Linked DNA regions of Mus musculus: all the other regions are linked to region 2. Evidence: chromatin contacts called from public ChIA-PET and Hi-C data. All regions are on one chromosome and are shown on one strand. Each heading gives the region's core, a stretch centred on a gene start, on an enhancer-like site or on the middle of the called end of the contact. The rest is flanking DNA. Distances are from core to core; before and after follow the strand shown.

Evidence for each region. A called contact is a pair of places that touch in the nucleus more often than the background predicts. ChIA-PET counts read pairs in DNA pulled down with a chosen protein or histone mark.
Region 1: a contact with region 2 is called in a Hi-C map of cortical neurons, with 2.7 times the contacts expected there. The contact joins the enhancer-like site here to the promoter of Tspoap1 in region 2. A contact is called at or near these places in 2 of 484 Hi-C or Micro-C datasets (CD4 T cells and cortical neurons), 3 of 115 datasets of contacts at active chromatin or transcription factors (bone marrow-derived macrophages, effector CD8 T cells and memory CD8 T cells) and 1 of 9 other capture datasets (embryonic stem cells).
Region 3: a Hi-C map of the G1E-ER4 cell line shows a contact between it and region 2, with 2.1 times the contacts expected there. The contact joins the enhancer-like site here to the promoter of Tspoap1 in region 2. A contact is called at or near these places in 1 of 39 promoter capture datasets (pre-B cells), 7 of 484 Hi-C or Micro-C datasets (CD4 T cells, CD8 T cells, the G1E-ER4 cell line and 4 more), 6 of 115 datasets of contacts at active chromatin or transcription factors (bone marrow-derived macrophages, effector CD8 T cells, microglia and 3 more) and 1 of 9 other capture datasets (liver).
Region 4: an RNA polymerase II ChIA-PET map of memory CD8 T cells shows a contact between it and region 2, with 91 read pairs. The contact joins the promoter of Rad51c here to the promoter of Tspoap1 in region 2. A contact is called at or near these places in 3 of 115 datasets of contacts at active chromatin or transcription factors (bone marrow-derived macrophages, effector CD8 T cells and memory CD8 T cells) and 1 of 9 other capture datasets (adipose tissue).

The regions. Positions count from the first base shown.
Region 1 is chr11:88,183,508-88,189,454 of GRCm38.p6, reverse strand. It overlaps Cuedc1 (CUE domain containing 1), which reads right to left. Exons shown (of 11, transcript NM_198013.3): 6 at 4,738-4,821; 7 at 2,323-2,394; 8 at 1,368-1,461; 9 at 614-672. Among named protein-coding and RNA genes, the nearest start is that of Mrps23, 18 kb to the left of the region's middle. Within about 2 kb of position 1,659, at least 283 of the 459 cell types and tissues checked have an H3K27ac peak or open chromatin away from gene starts, as enhancers often do. A contact at or near this core is called in bone marrow-derived macrophages, cortical neurons and memory CD8 T cells, where this site is marked.
Region 2 is chr11:87,757,056-87,762,588 of GRCm38.p6, reverse strand. Tspoap1 (TSPO associated protein 1) reads right to left here and starts at 2,048. Exons shown (of 32, transcript NM_172449.2): 1 at 861-2,048; 2 at 45-152. The coding sequence starts at 1,187.
Region 3 is chr11:87,462,113-87,468,043 of GRCm38.p6, reverse strand. All of the region lies in intron 2 of Tex14 (testis expressed gene 14), which reads right to left. It overlaps Rnu3b4 (U3B small nuclear RNA 4), which reads right to left and starts at 5,758; the gene lies at 5,541-5,758. Within about 2 kb of position 1,868, at least 45 of the 459 cell types and tissues checked have an H3K27ac peak or open chromatin away from gene starts, as enhancers often do. A contact at or near this core is called in the G1E-ER4 cell line, where this site is marked.
Region 4 is chr11:87,402,705-87,408,012 of GRCm38.p6, reverse strand. It overlaps Rad51c (RAD51 paralog C), which reads left to right and starts at 3,507. Exons shown (of 9, transcript NM_053269.4): 1 at 3,507-3,709; 2 at 5,157-5,308. The coding sequence starts at 3,592. It overlaps Tex14 (testis expressed gene 14), which reads right to left and starts at 2,948. Exons shown (of 31, transcript NM_031386.2): 1 at 2,843-2,948.

The DNA.
Region 1 (5,947 bases), core at 410-2,909, 430 kb before region 2:
TTCTGTCCACATGTGTGCCCAAATGCCAGAAGAGGGAATCAGACCTCATTACAGATGGTTGTGAGCCATCATGTAGTTGCTGAGAATTGAACACAAGCCCTAGGGAAAAACAGCCAGTGCTCTTAACTGCTGAGCCATCTCTCCAGTCCCCTTCTTCTGGTTTTACAAGACAAGGTTTTTCTATGTAGCCCTGGCTGTCCTGGAACTCGTTCTGTAGACCAGGCTGGCCTTGAAATCACAGAGATCTGCCTGCCTTTGCCTCCCAAGTGCTGGGATTAAAGGTGTGTACCACTGCTGCATGCTAGACTGAGCCTTTCTAATTTATGGTTGTCTGTGTATGAGGTCTGCCAGTCTATCCCTCATTCCCTAGGGACCATTCTCTGGGAATAGTGCCTGGCACCCTGGGTTCCTCTTCAGGGATGATGGGAAGCAGGTGTCAGTGTGTGCACCTCATGACAAGGGACCACATTTCTGTGGGCCACCTGTCTGCCAACCCCTGACATGTCCCCCAGACTGAGTGCTCCCTTGCTGAATATTAGACCCTCAGGACCTCCTCTTGAAGGGTCACCCATCCCAAGCAACTTAGACTTCAACGTCCCCTGACCTGCCTCACCGTAAGCATGGCCCTCCACGTCATCCAGGAGGTTGGCTGTGGATGCAGCAGCCCCCAGCCTGCCGGACTGTTCAGGAAAACTATTCTAGAGACGGATGGGTACTGCGACAGCTTGTTCAATCTGCCTGTGCTCTGTCCTGATAACCCACCAACCTCAGAGGCTTCTACTATCCCTCCCGTTCCCAAACTGCCTAATGGTGTCCCTTCCAGGACCCTCTCCTGGGATCAATGGACCAGCTAGCCAGGCCCGACCCCTTTACTCTGCCCCCATCACTAGGGACAGGGAGAGTGACATTTCCCCCGTTCTCCTTCAACTACTCAGTTTTCAATATCCAGGGCCCTGTGGATAAGCACGGATGAGAACTTTGGTGTGAAGACAGGGAAACTTTTTTTCATTCAAAAAGCCAAAAGTGGAGGAAAAAAAAAAAAAAAAAAAAGCAGGCCTCTGGAGACACAGCTGCAGGGACCTATGAACCAGTTCTAGTAAAATTAGGGGAAGACTCGGTGATTTCAATAGGAAGACGATGTCTTTCTCCCAAAATGCAGATGACTTAAGGCCAAAAGTAAAGAAGGCACTGGAAGGACGGTGTCCCCGGGGAAAGGAACACAGGAGCTGATGACGGGGTTTCCTGGTTCACAAATCAAGGAGGGGCGGCCGCAGAGCCGCATCCCACTCCCGAGGAAGGTTCAGCCGGGATCTCCATCACTGTTGTCAGTGCTCCCCACCCCACCCCAGGGCCAAGCAGAAGGATACGACTGAAGCTTCGGTAAATGTTTCTTCTTTGACTTCCTCATTTTGGTCTTCTCGGAGAAGGCTCGGGCGAGTTCAAACAGCTTCCTGCGCGTAGCTGGGGCAGAAAGACTCGTGAGCCCTTAATGCTCCAGAGAGCCAGAGCATCAGATGGCTTCCCTCCAGGTTTGGGGGCAGCCAGGCAGAGCGCCACACCAGGCCCCTTGGGTGGGGACTGGGAAGAGGAAAGTGACAGGAACAGCAGACACCAGTGCCACCTAGGGAGCAAGTGCGCCATCCCAGGTCGGCCTCCGGGGGCAGCACAGGCCAGCACTCGTCAAGTACACAGCAGCCTGCCTCCAGACCAAGATCCGGGTATTCCTTCCCTAGAGGCGGACAACCACACAACCACGGCTCCTGGCTTTCTTTCCCGCTGCTGGCTGCCACGGCCTTCCCGCCCCTCCCCAGCCACCTCCACAGTTGGTCCTAGGATTTCCATGAGTCATCGGAAATTTTCCCTGAAATAAAACCTTGAAAGGCTCCAGCCTCATCCCCGCTGGTTATGGGTCTATGAGACTGGAGACGGGAGGATGACAAAAAAAAGCGGGCAGTGGGGCGAGGTTCCCCTATCCCAAAATGTCTGCCATTCCCACAGAAAGCAGACTCAGCCAGTGACTCCAGTCTCGGCCAAGTCCTCACGCCACAGAGAATGTGAACACCGACACACATTATTTTCCAACAGACAGCTGGCTCAAGAGGATTTAAACTTAATTTGTCTCCAGACTCAGCTGCAGAATAAAGTAAGGCAGGAAGGCTGAGGGAGCTAGCCTGTGATTAAAATGTCACCCGGAGTTCAGCAAGAGTCAATAGCATTAAAAATCTTCCGGGGGGGGGAAGGGGGGGCTCTCTCCCTCTCATGAGGCCACAGGGCCTGCCTCAAGAGAGCTGGGACAAGGAGGGGAAAAGGGGCAAGACTCACATTTTCCCATGTGTTTCAACTTGTCCCTGAATAAGGCATCTTCTGACACAGTGGGGTTGGTTTCACTGGTTCCTGGAAGGAGGAGACACCTGCTGAGGGACCAGGCCCATTGGGTCTCCGAGGTCCCACTAAGAGATAGAGTGAGCACCTGGCCAAGGCTCTAGGGAAGGAGGTCAGAGGATACCCTCCATCCCTGTTTCTGTCTGTTCTCTTATTACAGAACAAGTCCCGGCTTCTTCCCTGCTATAGGAGTTTAAGGCAAGTTGCAAGAGTACTTCTTTCTTGCAAGGTACATTTTCCTCTTCGGAGCAAACAAGGGCAGCCTTAAGATCTGCTGCACGTATGGGAAACTGGCTGGCCTTGGGTTCCAGCCTCTCTAGCAGTCCCATGTCCTCAAAGCCATGATGGTGGTTTGAAGTGAGCTGGTAGGGAGATCTATGTCTCGGAAATCCCCCCAGCCTGCATATCAGCCTTCTCCTGCACCCAGAGCAGAAGGTTAACCATTTGCCAGCACATCATGACCCTCTGTGCATCCTAACTCTCGTGAATTGAAGCAGAAAGGACAGAGAGCCAAGAACGCCTCCCAGATGCTGAACGGGAACAAGAGCAGGGCTCAGCCAAGAGTCAGAACGCAGTGAGCCACCTGCGTGGGTCTCTCAGGATCCTTGGGCTGCAGCTCACCGTCCTGTAACTTGGCTCATCCCGAGTCACCTTGTCTGCTAACTTCCCTTTCAGTCACTCTGATCCAGTTCAGCAGCTCCAGTGTCCCTTGTTAATTTGGAATCAAGGACAAGAAAACTCCCAGCTGAACATCTGGTGAGGCCTAAGCTCCTGGCTGCTTGCTTAGGAATCAGTTCTATGGGATTTTCTTTCTCTGAGCTGGGATTAGCGGGGGCACCTTACCCTTCTGTTCTTGCCTTCCCAGCTCAGCTGTGGGACGGAGGGTCTGCTCCTGAAAAACACACGGCTGATCCCTTTTAAATATGGATATGGGGTGATAGCAGGAACTGACCCAAGATTCAGAGTCCAGGAGCCAAGGATGAATACAGAGTCTCTGTTCACACTCCCAATCTAAGCTCTGCTATAGTCTATACATCTTACTAATACAGTCCTCACTCTGGCCTGTCAGCCCCAGTGCTGCTGGCACTGAAGGGAAGTCACATGTAGTCTGAAATGAGTTGGAGAGGCGGTCATAGGAGAGACTATAAAACCCTGCTTCTCTAGCCCTCTGTTTTGTTTTTTTAATGAATTTTAAGATATTTGTTTATACTTATGAGTACTCTATCTGCATGTATGCCTGCATGACAGAAGAAGCCATCTAATTCCATTATAGATGGTGTGAGCCAACATATGGTTGATGGGAATTGAACTCAGGATCTCTGGAAGAGCAGCCACTGCTCCTCCTCCTCCTCCTCCTCCCCTCCTCCTCCTCCTCTTCCTCTTCTTCCTCCTCCTCCTCCTCCTCCTCCTCTTCTTCTTCTTCTTCTTCTTCTTCTTCTTCTCCTCCTCCTCCTCCTCCTCCCCCTCCTCCCCCTCCCCCTCCTCCTTCTCCTCCTCCTCCTCCTTTTCCTCCTCCTTCTCTTTCTCCTTCTTCTTCTTTTTTTGGTTTTTCGAGACAGAGTTTCTCTGTATAGCCCTGGCTGTCCTGGAACTCACTCTGAAGACCAGACTGGCCTTGAACTCAGAAATCCACCTGCCTCTGCCTCCTGAGTGCTGGGATTAAATGTGTGCTCCACCATGCCCGGCTTTTTCTTTTCTTTTTCTTTCTTTTTTTTTTGGGGGGCGGGGGTTGGGGGGGGAGGGCAGCCACTGCTCTTAACCATTGATTGAGCCATCTCTCTGGCCCCTTCTCTGGCAGTTCTTGTTAAAGCATCTTGCACATCATACACAGAATTTCTCTTTCCCACACACGGCAGTGGGTGTCTCAGGGCAGAGAGCCTGCAGCTACTTAAGTGAATGAACCCTTCCCAGATTAAGCTCACCCTCTCTCTCTCCGTGGACTGGATACAGTCAACATGTATGCCTTGCCGTTGCTGGTGTACTAATTAGGCATTAAGCCTCATTAAGACAAACCTCACAAGACTCTACGGCCTTCGTCCTCGCAGTTGCTATTAAGAGACATGACATGGTTCGGTGTGTCCTCTGGTAGGACAAGATCCAGAAATAGTTGGGAGGTCAGCCAGCCTGTGGTAGGTAACCTACAGCTCCCAGGACAGCGAGAGCCTAAGTCCACTCAGTGAAGGGGATATCTCACTCCACAGGAGATCTATCTATCCCTTCTTGCTTGCTGAAGGGCCTCGGGTCCCACCCTTGGTCTGTTTCCTCATTCTACCGCTAAGTTCTCAATATTGAAGATAAAGTTGGGGCGTGGGCCCAGTGAGCCCCGCAGGCCCTCTCTCGGGACAGCAAGCTTACCGGGGACAGAGGAGGGAAAGCCACCGTCATTTCCAACCGCCGCATTGTTGGATTTGGATTTCTGGGATTCATATTTCAATCGGTCTGGAGAAGGAGACAGATTCTGTCAGGGAAGTGAGCTCCAGGGTGCCCGGGGGCACACTGAAGGCCGCAGGAGACTGAATCCCCCGAAGCACACAAGTATACATACACACACACACACACACACACACACACACACACACACACACACACCTACCAGCTCTTGAAGAACTTGTGATAATAGAAACAACTACCTACTAAGCATTTGCAATGTTGGAATGTCAGAATTAGCAGCTTTCTGAGACCCCAAACCTATTTGATTGTATTGTCTTAGGGTCTTAATATGGAGCCCAGGCTCTCTTGGAACTCATGGTTCTCCTTCCTTTGTGTCCTTAACGCTGGGCTTGCAGGTATCAGCTACATGTTCAGCCAAGCCAAGCCCCCCCTCTTTTTGTTTTGTTTTGTTTTGTTCTGCTTTTTGACATAGGGTTTCTCTGTGTAGCCCTGGCTGTCCTGAAACTCTATCTGTAGTCCAGGCTGGCCTCGAACTCAAGAGATCCACCTGCCTCTACCTCCTGAGTGCTGGGTTTAAAGGTGTGCACCACCACCACCACCACCACTGCCTGGCTCTAGTCACACCATTTTTTTTTCCTGCCTGTAGGCCTGCTTCCTCCAGCCCAGCAAGCCAGCAGTACAATTTGCTTCCTTCTTCCCCAACACCTCAGACTCCCTCCCTTCCCTCCCCTCTCCCTCCTTCCCTCTGTGACAAGCCCACCTCCTCAGCCCTGTCTCCAAACTTTACCTCAAAAGGAAAAGCAGCCAGGTTGGGGAGCAGGGTGACCCATCCATTGATCATGCAAATATCCTGCTCTAACCTCCATTCAGGACCCTCCCATTCTGTCACCCATAAAGCCAGTCACCTTGTCCACAGGGATCAAGACATGGTATCCTTGACTTGTAGCTAGAGGTTGGTAGGAAAGGCAGCATTTCTTTCCCTGTCTCTCAAGCGTAGACTAATTAATGCTGAGCTCAAACAGATATGCAGGGCAGGGGAAATGGCCCAGTGAGCACACCCTCTTCCTCTGGGTTCTCAGGTGTCCCCAACCCGCACTGAAACCCGGAGCTCCTGAATGACCCAGGGAGGCCCAAGTTCAAGCAGGTTAGAAAGTGCCTGGCATGCCCACATCCA
Region 2 (5,533 bases), core at 799-3,298:
GCTGATCGGGGGTGCTGAGGGAAACCTCACTCCCCAGGCCTCACCAGCATCTGGTTTTCCTCCTTCAGGATGGTACAGCGCTGCTGCAGCTCTCCCAGGGCCCTTAGCAGCTCCAGATTAGGCCTGTCCCCGAAGCCTATGTTGAACTTGGCCTGGCATAGGGAAGGACCGGGTACGGTGTCTCAGAAACCTACTCAACCTAGCCGGAGTCTTCCGTGTGCAACATCGCCACTCTATAACCCAAGGGGTGAACAGGTTCTCTCTTGTGTCCCAGGCCTTCAGAGAGGGGTGCTACCAGGACCTAAGGAGAAGGGACAGGCCCATCCTCCATGCCTTCATGCCTTCAGCGGCAGCCTCACACCATTCTGGGGCATTTCCTGCTCTTCCTCTATGCTTGCCTTTCTACCCCACAGCCTTTTAGGTAATGGCAGATCAAACTCCCTCCCCATCCGTCTAGACATCTTGGGTCTGTAGAGTCCCCTGCCCTCCACTAAAGTCCTGCTTCCTTCATCCTCTCCAGTAGCTAGCTCACTCACACCCACCCACAACAAAATCTTCCTTGGCTCAGCCCAGCACCAAGCCCACCTCCACACCCCCCAGCATACCAAGATTCCCCCCAGACAGACTCGTGGTGGAAGAGACCTAACATAATCAGAAAGAGACACATGTACCCACACTGAGGGCCAGAGCCAGAGAGAACAGAGCGAGGCCACTTAGATTCCCGTCCAAGGAAGGAAGGACAGATAATCACACAGGCAGACTCACAGACAGAGAGAGACAGAGACAGAGACAAGAAATGTGGGCAGTGGGACTACAGATTATGGCCAGTCCATCTTGCAGCCCTCTCCATCCTCTCTTACCTTATAAGCCTGTGCCTCCTCCTCCTCCAGCCCGGAACAGCTGTACCCAGGGCTCTCTGCTTGCTGCCCCAGCTTAGGCAGCCCGGTCTCTGTTGCTTCAGGATCAGTATTTCCGACAGGTCCAGGGCTATGAGCTCCCTCAGGCTTGGAACTCTCTTCAAACCTCAATCCTTTAACCTGCAGAGCTGTCGGAGTACCAGCAATGCTTGGAGATGCATCTCCAGGTTTGCACCCCTGGCCCTGAGTCCAGTGCTGCCAGGCAGGCAGTGCCCATGGCTCCATGGCTCCAAGGTCTCCAAGCCGTGGGAGGGTTGTCAGTTGCTCCATGGTTTCGGCAAGGGGCCCCCGAACCTGGACCTGGGGACATCACCAGCGGGAAGACTGACAAGGGTCATGCCAGACTAGACCATTCTCCCTGTAAGTGTTTGGCTTCACCGAGTCCATCAGAGGTTGGCTGAGCTCTTCCCACCCACGAAGGAGGGTTCAGAAGGTATCGGGGTTGCCAGACTGGAGCTGGGGTTTGCTCATGGTTCTCTCTCTCTCTCTTGTGTGTGTGTGTGTGTGTGTACGGGGTGTGTGTGGGGGGGTGAGAGACCACCACCAGGAGTGCCTGGCTGAAGGTATATATGTACGTGTGCCTCCAGGTCTGTCCCTGCAGGTCAGTGATGTTTTATTATGTGATTGGAGGATGAATACTCCGACTTGTGTATGTTGAGAAGGGTGGTGCTATGTGTCACTGTCTGTGCCTATTTAAGAGTTACCAGTTGTTTCTGCGTGGGGGTAGGGGCTGTCTGTATTGCAGGGCTGTGGCAGTGTGTGATGCTGTCGCCGGTCCTGTCTCAGTGTTGTAAAGCCCGGTGTATCTGTAGTGGCGTGTGTCTTTCAGTGTCTGTGAGTCTGGCCACCCATCACGACCACTCTGCCTGGAAAGGGTCCGCAGGAGTTCCTGGGAATGATCCCCAGTGATCCACTGTGGTCCTTTATCTCCAGCTTTTCTCTCCGCTGGCTGCCGCCGATCAGTTGCTTGCTGGGTGGCTGGGCGGTCCTAAGGAGGCCTGGGTCGATGGGCGGCTTGCCTCATAGTCTCTGCCTCAGCTAGTCTCAGCTCGAGGGACTGCAAGGGTCCCTCGCGGTCCCGGAGCTCCCCAAATGAGATGGTGGGCACGAAGGAGGGCAGAGCCTCAGAATGGGGAGTGGGGAGCAGGGGAGCATCATCATCCCTCCCTTCCCCCTCCTCCTCCCCTCCTGCCCACCAATAGGAAGTCAGCTGCTGGTTTCCATGACGATGGAGCTGGACTGGTGGGCTGGACCGGCAGGCAAGCTGGCAGGGTCGGGACAGTGGAAAGAGCAGGTTCCTTACTGGATGGTAGGTTAGAAAGCTACCCCCTCCGGACCCCCCAACATGGCCTCTTCATCCCCTTGACCCCACAGACCCTCACTTCCAGGGTGCAGAGGAAAGGGAGTAGAGACAGTCCTCTCCTTTCAGGCAAGACTGATGGGGATAGAACAATGTGACAGAGACCTAGCTGTAGAAAAGGACAGAGCTGAAATGGTGGGATTTGGAATAAAACAAAGAAATAAAAGTCTGAAAATAGAAAGACGAGCAAAAGGACAGAGTGTTGAAATAGGCTGAAAAACGACTTCAGCTTCCCCATGGCAGATCACATTTGGGGGACAGCCCAGCCTTCACAGGCTAGCAGGAGAGATCATAAGACAGGACCTTTTGGGCTGATTTTCCCTCAACCATCAGGAAGTTCATCTTCTGTCTAGCATTAGGCTTTATTTATTTACTTGCTATGAAAAAAAAATGGCTTTTGGGAACAAGGACATAGGAATTGCCCCAACCTAGGTGTCTGCCTGTATGTGGGGCACCTAGATCTCGAGAGATAAGAATGTTGCTCCTAGACGCAAGACAAGCCAAGGTCGAGGGCCCTCATGTGGCACCCCTATGGAATAGCAGCTAAAGCATAGAGAACACCCCCCACCCAGACAGTAGGCTCCACCCAGGCCAGAGCCAATGGAACTGGGTAGGGGTTGGAGTTGCATAAGAGAGAAGGTAACATTCATTTCTCTAAAGCAGTCTAAACATCAGTACACATGCTATGTCATGTAACTTTCAGTCAGCATGCATATGCATGTCATATTACATGTATGTATAGAAGAGTATGCATAGTATGTCTGTGTATACATGGAGATCACTGCATGTATGTGTGCTATTTTGTCTATGAATCTCATTGGATATATATCTGTGCATGGTTTTGTGTCATTGTATGTCTATTTGCTACAATGTCTATGTGCATGCAATTACGTATGAGTTTATCATTGCATTTTGCTATAAATCACAGATATCATGCCATTATACAGCACTAACACATTATGACATACATTGTCATATAATAATGTACAATGGCATACAATGATCTATGTACATGATAAACTTGCCTGGCATGATGTGCACGCAGTCTCTGTATATATATTCTCACCCCTCCATGCCTAAGGGGACTGTCTATAAGATCATCTCAGGATACCCCACTAAGTTCTCAAATGCTTAAGTCCTTTTATGTAAGGTGATGAAATATCCGCCCATGGCTTATACACATCCTTCTGTATACCCAAGGTCTCTTGCATGCTAGGCAAGCACTCTACCACTAAACCATATCCTCAGCCCAGCCCCACCCCACCCCCATGCCTTAAATCATCTCTAGATTGTTTATACCTATTTTATAATACGATGTGAATGTTAAAATAATTGTACTGTACTATTGAGGAAATCACAAGAATAACAAGCAAAGTCTATACATTATAAAGAGACAGCTTCCTCTCTGGTAAGAGTCTTAGCTCAAGCTGGTCCTTCCTCTTCCAGTTGCTGGGGTTGTAATTACATCTACAATTGGCTTGCAATCAAAAACACATTTTGTTTTTCAATCCTAGTCAATAGGATGGCTCTGTGGGTAGGACATTTGCCACCAAGCCTGACCACTGGAGTTTGATCCCCAGTAACCACGTGGCCAAAGTGGAGAACTCCTCCACGCAAGGTGTTCTCTGGCCCTAAATGCACACCACAGTACATTGGTACACTCACCAGCATTCACACACACACACAAATTAAATGTTTTTCAATTCATCAATGTGGCAATCCAGAGAGATCTTGATGATCTCGCGGTTAGTGTCTTATGTACATGAAGCCACCACATGTGAATGTCACTAATGGGTATATTCTTTGGCATTATATGTGTAAGTACTAATGAACATGTGTTTGGCCTAGGTGACTGTATACCCATATGATACACCAGCCACGTCTCATTGTCTATATGTCACAGTTCATGCATGTGGCTGGCATCGGTGTATAGGCCCTGATGAAATGCACATGATGGTGAAAGTGTGTTTTATTAACACCAATGACCTGTGTAGACATGTACAAGGCAGGTGGGCACACACTGTGCTAGCGTGGTTTTGCCCAACTCTTACACTAATAAGAATCCTCTTGGAGCCAGGCAGTGATGGCACACACCTTTAATCCCAGCACTTGGGAGGCAGAGGCAGGCAGATTTCTGAGTTTGAGCCAGTCTGGTCCGGAGTGAGTTCCAGGACAGCCAGGGCTACACAGAGGAACCCTGTCTCAAAAAATTAAAGGAGAGAGAGAGAGAGAGAGAGAGAGAGAGAGAGAGAGAGAGAGAGAGAGAGAGAGAGAGAGAGAGAGAGAGAAGAAAGAAAGGAGGAAGGAAAGGAAAGAAAGATCCTCTTGGGCTGGTGAGATGGCTCAGTGGTCAAGAACACTAACTGCTCTTCCAAAGGTCCTGAGTTCAAATCCCAGCAACCACATGGTGGCTCACAACCATCTGTAATGAGATCTGATGGCCTCTTCTTGTGAGTCTGAACACAGTTACAGTGTACTTAGATATAATAAAATCTCTTTTAAAAAAAAGTTCCTCTAGACCAATGGTTCTCAAGCTATGGGCTGCAATCCCTTGGGAGGCAGACAACCCTTTTACAGGGCCACTCAAGACCATCAGAAAACACAGATATTTACATTACAATTCATTACAGTTGCACAATTATACATATGAAGTAGCAACGGAAATAATTTTATGGTTGGGGGGTCACGACAACCATGAGGAATTGTGTTAAAGGGTCGCAGAGTCAGGAAGGTTGAGAACCACGGCTCTATAGACTTTCTTAGATCAAAACGAGAGGCAAACAGTCTTCATTTTGGAGGTATAGAGAGTAAAAGGAAGCTAGCATAGAAATTAGAGCCAAAGGTAGAGGTCATCTCATACCCTTTCTTCACGTTGCTACAAAGTCTACTTCCGGTGGCCCAAGCCTTCCCACCCCCAGGCTGTGTCTTAGTCAGGCCAAGGTCTTCTGCTCATGTCAGCGAAGCCTGTCTTTCTGCGTCAGTTCTGTTCCCGGGCATCCGGGGAACTCACACAACCCCAATAACAGAGTCAGACAAAAGCGAAACCAGTCCATTCTTTATTAGTGTTGAGGGCCCCGTGACCCTTACCCATCCATCCGGCTCCCTTCTCGAACCCCCAGTCGGCCTGCGATGCAGGACCAAGGCCCCACACATCCGGCCCCACCCCATATCCTCACGGACGTGCATTCGAGAGAGCGGCTGTGGTGTCTCCCCAAGTATCAGGGGTCAGGAAGCACCGTGCTTTGGGGGAGCCATG
Region 3 (5,931 bases), core at 619-3,118, 290 kb after region 2:
TGCTGGAAACTGAGAACCTGGTACGGGGGCTGCCCCTTGTCCATCCCCCACCGTGTGGGGTCAGTGGCTTCACACAGCCAGATGTCCACCCAGGACCATGTGGAAAGCGTCTGGCAGTCCTCCTGCGTCTGCCCGCCCAGAGCACCGGAACTCTGGTGGGACGCAGGCTCTCTCTCCCACTCCCCTCTTCCCCTTCACCCACGGCCCCGCAGATGTCTGGTAGCGATGAAAAAACAAACTGAAACCTCTATCCAAAGTAAACCACCTCGGTCACAGCTTCTTACTTTATAACCCCGTTCATCACCAGTAGGGCATTCTCTGGGCCAGTGGCCAAACCATCCACACCCAAAGCACCTGATGCTCATAGCTGCTGTTAGAGCTTCTGTGTTTCAGTCCCTGCAGGAGTGGAAACTCCACCACAGGCCCCCAAAGGCAGCTCTCAAAGCAGTGGATGTGTTTTCTGGGTCCCTGCTGGCACCATACAAAGGTCTGCCATGTTGCCAATTCTTGGTTTTCCTAAGCTACTGAGGTGTTTTCCAGCAAGTCCTTGCTATGCTCTAACTTTAGGTTATTTCCCTTTCTTTTTTTTTTTTTTTTGTCAGATTGTCTTCATATTTGCTATTATATTCAAGTATGTCCTTAAACCCTGAACCTCCCTTCCACTACTTCCCAAGTGCTTTGATAAAGAGTGCAGATAAAGAGCCATCACACCCAGCTTTTCTTCTACAAGTCTCAGCCTTGAATTAAGATCTTTGGTCCATTTTAAATTAATTTTGGGGCAGGATGAGAAAGAGTTCTAATTAATTCTTCTACATATGTTTTCCCCAGTGGCAGATTTTTGAAGAGGCTGTCTTTTCTCCTATGCATTTTTTAAAAGTACCAGTAGCTCTGTGGATGTGTTAATTAATTTCCATGTCCTCTATTCTGCTGGCTTATCTGTTTGTTTGTTTGTCTGTTTGTTTGTTTTTTAAGATTTATGTATTATGGGCTGGTGAGATGGCTCAGCGGTTAAGAGCACTGACTGTTCTTCTGGAGGTCATGAGTTCAAATCGCACCAACCACATAGTGGCTCACAGCCATCTGTATTGAGATCTGATGCCTGATGCCCTCTTTTGGTGTGTCTGAAGACAACTATAGTGTACTCATATATATAAAATAAGCAAATATTTTTTTAAAGATTTATTTATTATGTCGGACAGTGGTGGTGCATGCCTTTAATCCCAGCACTTGGGAGGCAGAGACAGGTGGATTTCTGAGTTCGAGGCCAGCCTGGTCTACAGAGTGAATTCCAGGACAGCCAGGGCTACACAGAAAAACCCTGTCTCAAAAAACCAAATAAATTAATTAATTTAAAAAAGATTTATTATACATAAGTACACTGTAGCTGTCTTCAGACACTCCAGAAGAGGGTGTCAGATCTCATTATGATGTTGTGAGCCACCATGTGATTGCTGGGATTTGAACTCAGGACCTTTGGAAGAGCAGTCAGTGTTCTTAATCGCCACTGAGCCATCTCGCCACCCTCTATGTCATTTGGTTTTGTGCCAGATACATACAGTATCTCTTTGTTAGATTAAAATTATGATTTAAAATCAAGTCCCACTTTGAGCTTTCTGTTTTAGATTGTGTGTTAATCAGGGTCCTGCTAATCATCAAAACAAACAGAATGAACACTTATTATAAAAGAAGTGTATGAGATTGGCTTACATGGAATGTAGTGGTTAGAATAGATATGGACCCCATAGTGTTTGAATGTTTGGCCCATAGGGAGTGGCACTATTAGAGGGTGTGGCTTCTTCATTGGAGTAGGTGTGGCCTTGTTTGAGGAAGTAAGCCACTGTTGAAGCGGGCTATAAAACTCAAGCTTTGCCAGTGTTGACAGAGCCCTTTAGATCAGGATGTAGAGTTCTCAGCGACTTCTCTAGCACCGTGTCTACCTGCAGGCTCTCGTGTTCCCCACCATGGTAATAATGGACTAACCTCTGGACTGTAAACCAGCCCCAATTAAATGTCCTTTATAAGAGTTGCCATGGGCATGATGTTTTTTCACAGCAATGAAACACGGTGTGGGCTGGGTATCTGTATGGTTGAAAGGCTGAGAAATGGGTAGTGGCTCAGTCCACAAGACAAGACCTGGAGGATTCCTGGAAAGATGCCGGTCTTTGTTTCACTTGAAAAGCTGAAGAAGCTATGTTCTGATGTCCAAGGATGGCAAGAACGACAAACAGGAATAGGGTCGGTGCACGCACCCACATGAGCAAAGACAGCATCACTATTTTTCCCTCAAAGTGCATTATATCTAGGCCACCAGGAAAGGCCGAGCTCATTCATAAACAGGGTCTTCCCCCACCCCAATTAATCATTCCAGACCAACCAGAAGTGTCTCTCTTACTTGGTATCAGACACAATCACACAGTCAACTAAGATCAATCATCACAGGGCTTTGGCTCTCCTGACCCTCTGGACTTGAGAGTCTCATGTGTTGCAGATTGGTGGTCTTCAGCTTGGTATCTGGTTTAAGATGACCTCTACTCAGCCTCTACTCCCCAAGTGCTGAGATAACAAGTGTGGAGATATGTTTTACCAAAAGGTCATTGCTGAGCAGACAGAAAAACTACTGAATACTAAGTGTGGTGACACAAGTCTGTAAACCCCACTTGGAGGCTGCGTTGAGAGCCGACTTGTTTGATGACATAACAAGACTGCATCAGGTGCCTATTTGTAGAGTGATTCTGTACCCTGCTACTGGGCTCAAAGTGTGTATCAGATCTAAACATTTTCTCATGGTTCATTTCCGGTAGGATATCATATCATCTGCAAATAGAGATGATCTGACATCTTCCTTTACTAACTGTATCCTTTCTCTTTTTTTCTTGGCCATATTATCCTAACTAGGATTTCACCCTTATAGTCTTATAATAAGAGTAGATATAAAGATTAACAGTATTCTTAACAAGTGATGCCTCGCCGTGCGGTGGTGGCGCACGCCTTTAATCCCAGCACTTGGGAGGCAGAGGCAGGCAGATTTCTATGTTTGAGGCCAGCCTGGTCTACAAAGTGAGTTCCAAGACAGCCAGAGCTAACAGAGAAACCCAGTCTTGAAAAACCAAAAAAAAAAAAAAAAAGTGATGCCTCCGGAATTTTTCCAATTTAATATAAATTTGGCTTTGAGGTTTGTCAAGGAAACAAAACCAAAAAACCCCACGTGCAACAGTGAGTGTATAGAGGTCAAAGGACAGCTCCCAGGAGCTAATCATTTGGGACCCAGGGAATGAACTCTGCTTGCCAAGCTTCCCACAAAGCACCTTTACTCATTGAACCATCTTGCCAGTGCCATACTTGGGACTTTTAAATATTAGACTGTATCACTTTAAATTAAAAAAAAAAAGATTTATTTATTATACATTATACACTGTAGCTGTCTTCAGACACACCAGAAGAGGGCATCAGATCTCATTACAGATGGTTGTGAGCCACTATGTGGTTGCTGGGATTTGAACTCAGGACCTCTGGAAGAGAAGCCAATGCTCTTACCTGCTGAGTCATCTCTCCAGGCCCCACTTTTAATTTTTTTAAAAGATTTTTTATTTATTATTATAGTAAGTACACTGTAGCTATCTTCAGACACACCAGAAGAGGGAGTCAGATCTTGTTACAGATGGTTGTGAGCCACCATGTGGTTGCTGGGATTTGAACTCTGGACCTTCGGAAGAGCAGTCGGGTGCTCTTACCCACTGAGCCATCTCACCAGCCCCCACTTTTAATTTTTAACATCACCAGGTGAATGTAACATAAGTCACTGAGCAATTTGCCCCAGGGTCTCCCTGTGCAGCCCAAGTGGGGCTTATATTGGTGATCCTCCTTTCCAAACTTACTTTCTTTCTTTTTTTAAAAAGATTTTATTATTACATCAGAAGGCATCAGATCTCATTACGGGTGGTTGTGAGCCACCATGTGGTTGCTGGGAATTGAACTCAGGATCTAGAGAAGAGCAGTCAGTGCTCTTAACCGCTGAGCCATCTCTCCAGCCCTACCAAACTTTATTACACTACTGGGGATGGAAACCAAAGGCTCTGAAAGCACCAGTCAAATGCTCTATAATAAGCCATAACTTTACATACAGAGTTTGGTTAGATATTCATTTATTACATTGCTGAGGCTAGTCCTGAATTCTTGGATTCAAGTGACCCTCTTCTTTGATGTTGGGATTTCATATGCCTTTAAGTAATGTATTTAGTTTCTTAGTTTTGGTTGCTTTCTTTCTTTCTTTCTTTCTTTCTTTCTTTCTTTCTTTCTTTTTCGAGACAGGGTTTCTCTTTATAGCCCTTGGCTGTCCTGGAACTTACTTTGTAGACCAGGCTGGCCTCGAACTCAGAAATCCGCCTGCCTCTGCCTCCGGAGTGCTGGGATTAAAGGCGTGCGACACCATGCCCGGCCTTTCTTTCTTCTCTTTTTTGTTTTTGTACTGAGACTTTTGAACCCAGAGGTCTTCTTCATGATGGGCAAGTACTCTACGACTGAGAGCAGAGCAGCTTATACTGACTTTTAAAAAGCCTAGGCCACCGTTAACTCATTATGTGTAGATGAGGAGGACTTTGAAATCCCAATCCTTCAGCTTCTACTTTTCAAGTGCTAGGATTGTAGGGGACCACCACACACGGTTTCTGTTATGTCACAGCTTTCTGCCGAACCCCCAGCCCTAGTTTATGAATATAGCAATGTCGTAATGTACATAATTACTTTGCATAACATGTCAGGGAATGAAAACAAGCCTGTCAAGGTGTATATATAAAATTCATGTCAAAACCCTTTGTATTTTGCATGTAACTTTCACTAAAAATTGTTCAGTGTGGTGGAACATGATTATAACACTTATGCAAATCGTCAAAGGATGAGTGACCAACTAACAGCTCTCCAAGTAATTTACTTTTTTTTTTTTTTTAATTATATGTAAGTACACTGTAGCTGTCTTCAGACACCCCAGAAGAGGGAGTCAGATCTCATTACGGATGGTTGTGAGCCACCATGTGGTTGCTGGGATTTGAACTTCAGATCTTCCGGAAGAGCAGTCAGGTGCTCTTACCCACTGAGCCATCTCACCAGCCGGTAATTTACTTTTCAATAGTTATGTGCACATATAAAACACCCAAGCCAGACCTTCCAGGGATGTGATCCTCAGTGAGTTCCGGCAGTTGTGGCCCATGCCTTTAATCTCAACATTTGGGGGGCAGAGTCTGAAGGACTGCTGAGTTCAAGGCCAACCAGGGTTACACAAAGAAACCCTGTCTTGGAAAAATCCAAAGAAACAAACAAAAAACACTTCAAAAAAGCTAATACAAGTAAGAGCAAGAATTAATATGTACTATACTAACTCATAACACAGCTTAACAAAATAAGAATAAAAAGAGAATGGCACAGTACACAGTCTAAAGCACCAAAGTGCTCAAAAAGCGTTCACCATAGAAAGGACAAACCACTGAGAGAACCTTAAAGAAGAGAAAATAAGTTTTCTGACTTTTCCAAACATGTAAAATAAAACCGCGTCCACTCAGACTGCGTTCCCTCCCTCTCACCCTCCCAAAGGAGGGAAGAACGATCATCAATGGCAGGAGGCAGCTGCAGTCAAGCAGCACCTAGAGCCGGCTTCACGCTCAGGAGGGAACGCTACGTCTCGTCCTCGTGGTTTCGGGTGCTCTACACAGTCAGAGAAACTTCTCTAGTAACGAACTATAGAAATGATCCCTGAAAGTATAGTCTTAACCTCACGCTCCACACCGCGCCGCACTGCACCGGCCGCCCCCACATCTTAGTCACGGCGACTGACGCACAGACGACCCGTGACATCCCTGTCCGCGCCTCTATCTCACACCGCGTCTGCCCTCGCGGGGACACCTTCTCTGACAGACCGACACCTCTCCAGACCCCGTCCAC
Region 4 (5,308 bases), core at 2,258-4,757, 360 kb after region 2:
TTTCTTTTTTTTTTTTCGTTTTGTTTCCTATATTTCAACTTTTATTTTCATTAAATCACCATTCTACTAAATGAGCATCCTTGTGCCAGTTATTTATGAGTAAAGCTTCGGGAACACAAAGGCGGCAAATACTGGATGTTTGGAATCACTGCTCTACTGCTTTCCTCTGTTAGTGCATCTATCTATATCCTGAGATGTTCTTGTCTTGGGCACATTATAGTCACCCAGAGTACACAGTTTAAATTAGACTCTACTTCTGCTGTGCATTCTGTGGCCTTGGGCAGACACACAGGCATGCACCCACACTAACAGTACCACAGAGAGTATCCTCACTCCCCTAAGAACCAAGCGCCCACGCTTTTGCCTGCGGCTTTAGGAGCTGCTCCTCGTTTTACTGATGCCGTGTCCTCTGGTGGACCCAGACAGTGCACAGCCTTCTCAGATTGCCTTCTCTCCGCTTGGCAGTACGTGTTTACCGTTCCTGTGGTCTAGTCATGATTTGAAAGCTCATTTCATTTACTTGAGTAATATTTTCAATATCTGGGTAGATCAGTTTTATTCACATACTAAAGGACATCTTGGTTGCTTCTACAATTAAAAACTATGAATATAGAATCTAGAAACACTATGTTCAGGTTTTTGTGTGGACAGAATTTTTTTTTCCATTTTCTCCTCCTATTTACTTATTTTATTATTGTTTTTTAATAATTTAGTTTTCAGAGCTGAAGAGATGGCTCACTGGCTGCTCTTCCAAAGGTCCTGAGTTCAATTCCCAGCAGCCACATGATGGTTCACATCCATCTGTGATGGGAGCTGATGCCCTCTTCTAGTGTCTCTGAGAAGAGTGACGTGTGCTCACATTCATAAGTAAATAAATCTTAGTAATTTAGTTTTCATTTTATGTGTATTGTTGCTTTGTCTGCATGTATGTCTGTGTGAGGTCGTCCAATCTCCTGGAACTGGAGTTACAGAGTTTTGAGCTGCCATGTGGGTGCTGGGAATTGAACCTGGTCCTCTGGAAGAGCAGCAGATGCTCTTAACCACTGAGCCATCTCTCCAGCCCTATTATCTGTTTTTGTTTTGTTTGTTTGTTTGTTTGTTTGTTTTGAGACATAGTTTCTCTTGTGTAGTCTTGAGTGGCCTCGAACTCAGTTGAGATTAGAGGCGTGTGCTACCTCTGCCTGCCCCTTTTCTCTTTCTCACTACCTTCTCACCTAAGAATCCAACTGCTTTATAAATATTAAGCCCAAATTCTCCCTGGGGAATAACATCTAATAATAACCGAATACTCATATATAAATCCTATGTAAGCTAAACAATGTACTTACATAAACCATATTTTGTCCAGTCCTACCAAGCTTTTTGAGTCACCAAATGGGATAAATACATTCTCCTCCTCCAAGGAGAGACACGGAATTTGGAGCTTGCTCCAGATAGTAAACAGTTTTTTAAGTTTATGTTTCAAGAAAATGGTGCTGTTTTTCCATCCTCATACTTTGAATGACGTGTCTATGCACATTTAAGAGCTGTGACATTCTCTACACTGTTCAAAATGTCGCCACCTTCCTTAGTACTTGAATGACTGATTTGGAGTATTTAAAGCTTCAATTCCTGAATAAAAGTCCAGGCTAAGAATCACTGGCAGGGAGGGGAAAGGTAGTACAGCAGGTAAAGGGCCTGGTTGCCAAGCCTGACAGCCTCAATTCCATCTGTCCCCAATACCACATGGGGGAAGCCGAGAACCAATTTCTCTCACCTCCAGTCTAGTAATGTGGCCTGTGTGTCACACACAAACACAAAAGAAATGTAATAATAAAGAGTCGTTGCTTTAGCTGAGCATTGGTGGCACTGACCTTTCTTTTGTTTTGGGGGTGGGGGGTTCCAGACGGGGTTTCTCTGTGTAGCCCTGGCTGACCTCAAACTCAGAAATCCACCTGCCTCTGCCTCCCAAGGGCTGGGATTAAAGGCGTGCACCACCACTGCCCGGCTTTTTTTGGGGGTAGGGGGTGGGGGTGGGGAGGTCGCTGGCCTTTCTAATCCCAGTACTCAGGAGGCAGAGGCAGATGAATCTCTGTGACTTCGAGGAGAGCCTGCTCTACAGAGTCAGTTTTGGGAGAGCCACGAAAGAAACCTACACAAAGAGGTTGTCTTGAAAACCCACAAGTTAAAAAAAGAAAAGAAAAGAACCCGGTGTGGTGTCGCACACCTTTGATCCCAGCACTCAAGAGGCAGAGGCAGGCAGATTTCTGAGTTCGAGGCCAGCCTGATCTACAGAGTGAGTTTCAGGACAGCCAGGGCTACATAGAGAAACCCTGTATCGAAAAACCAAAAAGAAAAGAAAAAAAGAAAGAAGAAGTTGTTGTCAATAAGTAGTGCAAAAGCAGGGAGAGTCGCGTATTCCTATATCCCATAATTTAGAAAGTTTAGATGCTGTCTTCAAAAAAAATGCTAGATTTTTTTTTTTTTTTGAAATGTGAGGTAGGTATGACACACTTTTTTTGGTTTTGTTTTGTAGCTCTGGCTGTCCTGAAACTCACTCTGTAGACCATGCTGTCCTCGAACTCAGAAATCCGCCTGCCTCTGCCTCCCGACTGCTGGGATTAAAGGCGTGCTGCCACCACTGCCCGGCACGACACACTTTTTTTTTATATCATCTTCCGTATTTCTTGGGCCTTTAAAGCCACCTTCCAAACTGCCAATCTCCCCAAAAGTTCTGATGTGGAAGCAGTCACTCCCGCTCCGTCAACATCCCCGGTCAACTCTACTAAAGAGGTCCAGCTCCTCCCTCGGGACACCAGAGGCCCAGGCTAGACCACGAGACGACAAGGACACGATAGCTTACTTTTCCAGCTACTTCTTACTCTAGGCAGGCCTGCCGACATGAATGCTCAGAAACCGCCACACTCTGAGGGAGCTCCGGAGTCCCGGGGTCACCCACCGGAAGCTGTGCGTGCGTGCGTGAGCGGGCGAGTGCGTGGACGCGCGCGTGGGCGCCAACCACTCCCTACCGCAGCCCCCCAAAGTGGGAGGCTGGCCCACAATCCCCCGCGAGGGCGGGAAAAGCAAGGGGTCGCCTGGCAAGGGTCAGGGGACACACAACAGACCTCCTACAAGGGTTTTTTGAATTTTTCACAGCAGGAAACTGCCAACTGGTCAGTTTCTGGTTGCTGCGTCTACTACAACTTCCATCCAGGAGGATGGATTCTTGAGGAACCCGTGAAAGAGGGCAGAGCATGGTGAGGAAATATGCTGTACAGGGTTCACTTGGCCTGGCTACCGTCTCCGCGTCTCCGGCCTCTTTTTTTGTTTTTGTGTTCACTGTCAGGCTATATCCGAAACGTGACTCGGACGAGTGAAACTAGAAGACAACCTTACATGAAACCAGTGTGTGGGATTTCCTCAGCAGCAGCAAGGCCTCGTGAGTCTAGGCCGCGCGAGCCCCGCCCCTTACGCCGCGCGTGTGACGTCACGCCACTGACCCTCCCCCGCGGGAGGGCGGGGTTTGGGTTTCCAGCGCTTTCGCGCCTCTTGCTCTACGTCACTGCGTGCGTAGCCGCCGAGCTCTCAAAAAAAAAAAAAAAAAAAAAAAAAATGCAGCGGGAGTTGGTGGGTTATCCGCTGTCTCCAGCGGTGCGCGGGAAGCTGGTGGCTGCGGGGTTTCAGACGGCGGAGGACGTCCTAGAGGTGAAGCCCTCCGAGCTCAGCAAAGGTAACGACTCCCAGCTGCCAGCTGATGCACCGCGGCCGCTTGGCGCCGCCTCCGTCTTCGTTCCGCCGCCTCCGCCAAGCCGATCTTTTGACACCGCTGAAATTCTCTTGAGCTTGGAACTGTGTGGAGCAACGTTTACTGATTGCTTTCTCCGTGCTCGCTGGATGCTTTGAGGAGTGCCTCACTTAATGGTTTAAGGAAGGCTCCTCTTGGACCAGGGTGTCCAATCTGTAGATGAAAGAACCGACTTCTCATCTTGAGGTTTCATGATAAACTGGGTTGGGAAACAATCACAAGCCATGTAATTCTCCTTGGTCAAAGATCCTGGGGGGCGGGGGGGGGGAATTGAAGTTGAAAAATAAAGGATTAGAGAAGGACTAGAGATATTTCAGTGAGAAAAGCAATAGAACATTCCCTTAGACCAGGAGAAAGCTCTAGAAAGACGTTCGTGATTCACAGGAATACTGCCTCCCCCCCCCCCCCGCCCTGGCCCCCGACTTTTCTCAGAGTTCTTTAGGTTACAGATAAGTGGGAATCACAACCGGGCAGTGGTGGCGCACGCCTTTAATCCCAGCACTTGGGAGGCAGAGGCAGGTGAATTTCTGAGTTCGAGGCTAGCCTGGTCTACAGAGTGAGTTCTAGGACAGCCAGGGCTACACAGAGAAACCCAGTCTCAAAAAACAAAACAAAAAAACCAAAGTGGGGACCACTGCATCCTTAATGTTCACAAATCCAAACTTCGTTGTAGTCACCCACTGTGCCAGTAATACTATGCACATCTCTTTGATGGTGATCAAAGAGGACAGAATGGAATCTGGTTTGATTTTTGTTTAAGTGTTGTGTATTGAACTCATGGCTTTGCCAATGTTAAACACTACCACAGAGCTATACCCCTAGTCTAATTTTACATCCCAGCGATGATGCTAACAGAGTAGTAGCAGAATGGGTAGAGCACTAACTAGCTATGTATGCCCAAGGCCCTGGTTTTGATTCCCCAACTGCTAAATAACTAAATAATTGGATAATTCATTTCTGTGTTAGACTTTTGTTTGTTTCAAGAAAAGGTTTGGGGGCTGGAGAGATGGCTCAGCGGTTAAGAGCACTGACTGCTCTTCCCGAGGTCCTGCGTTCAATTCCCAGCAACCACATAGTGGCTCACAACCATCTGTAATGGTATCCGATGCCCCCTTCTGGTGTGTCTGAAGACAGCTACATGTACTCACGTATATAAAATAAAAATAAATCTTTTTAAAAAAGAGAGAGAGAGAAAAGGAAAGAAAAAGGTTTCTCAGTGTAGTCCTGACTGTCCTGGAACTCGATCTGTAGACCATGCTGGCCTGCCTGATTTCCTAGTGCTGGCATTAAAGGCATGGGCCCCCATGCCAGGCTCTGAGTTATACTTTTAATTCTCTAATGTCAGGTTTTCTTTTTCTTATTTTATTTATAGAAGTTGGGATATCTAAAGAGGAAGCCTTGGAAACTCTACAAATTCTAAGAAGAGAATGTCTCACAAATAAACCAAGATGTGCCGGTACATCTGTGGCAAACGAGAAGTGCACAGCACTGGAACTTCTCGAGCAAGAGCATACCCAGGGCTTC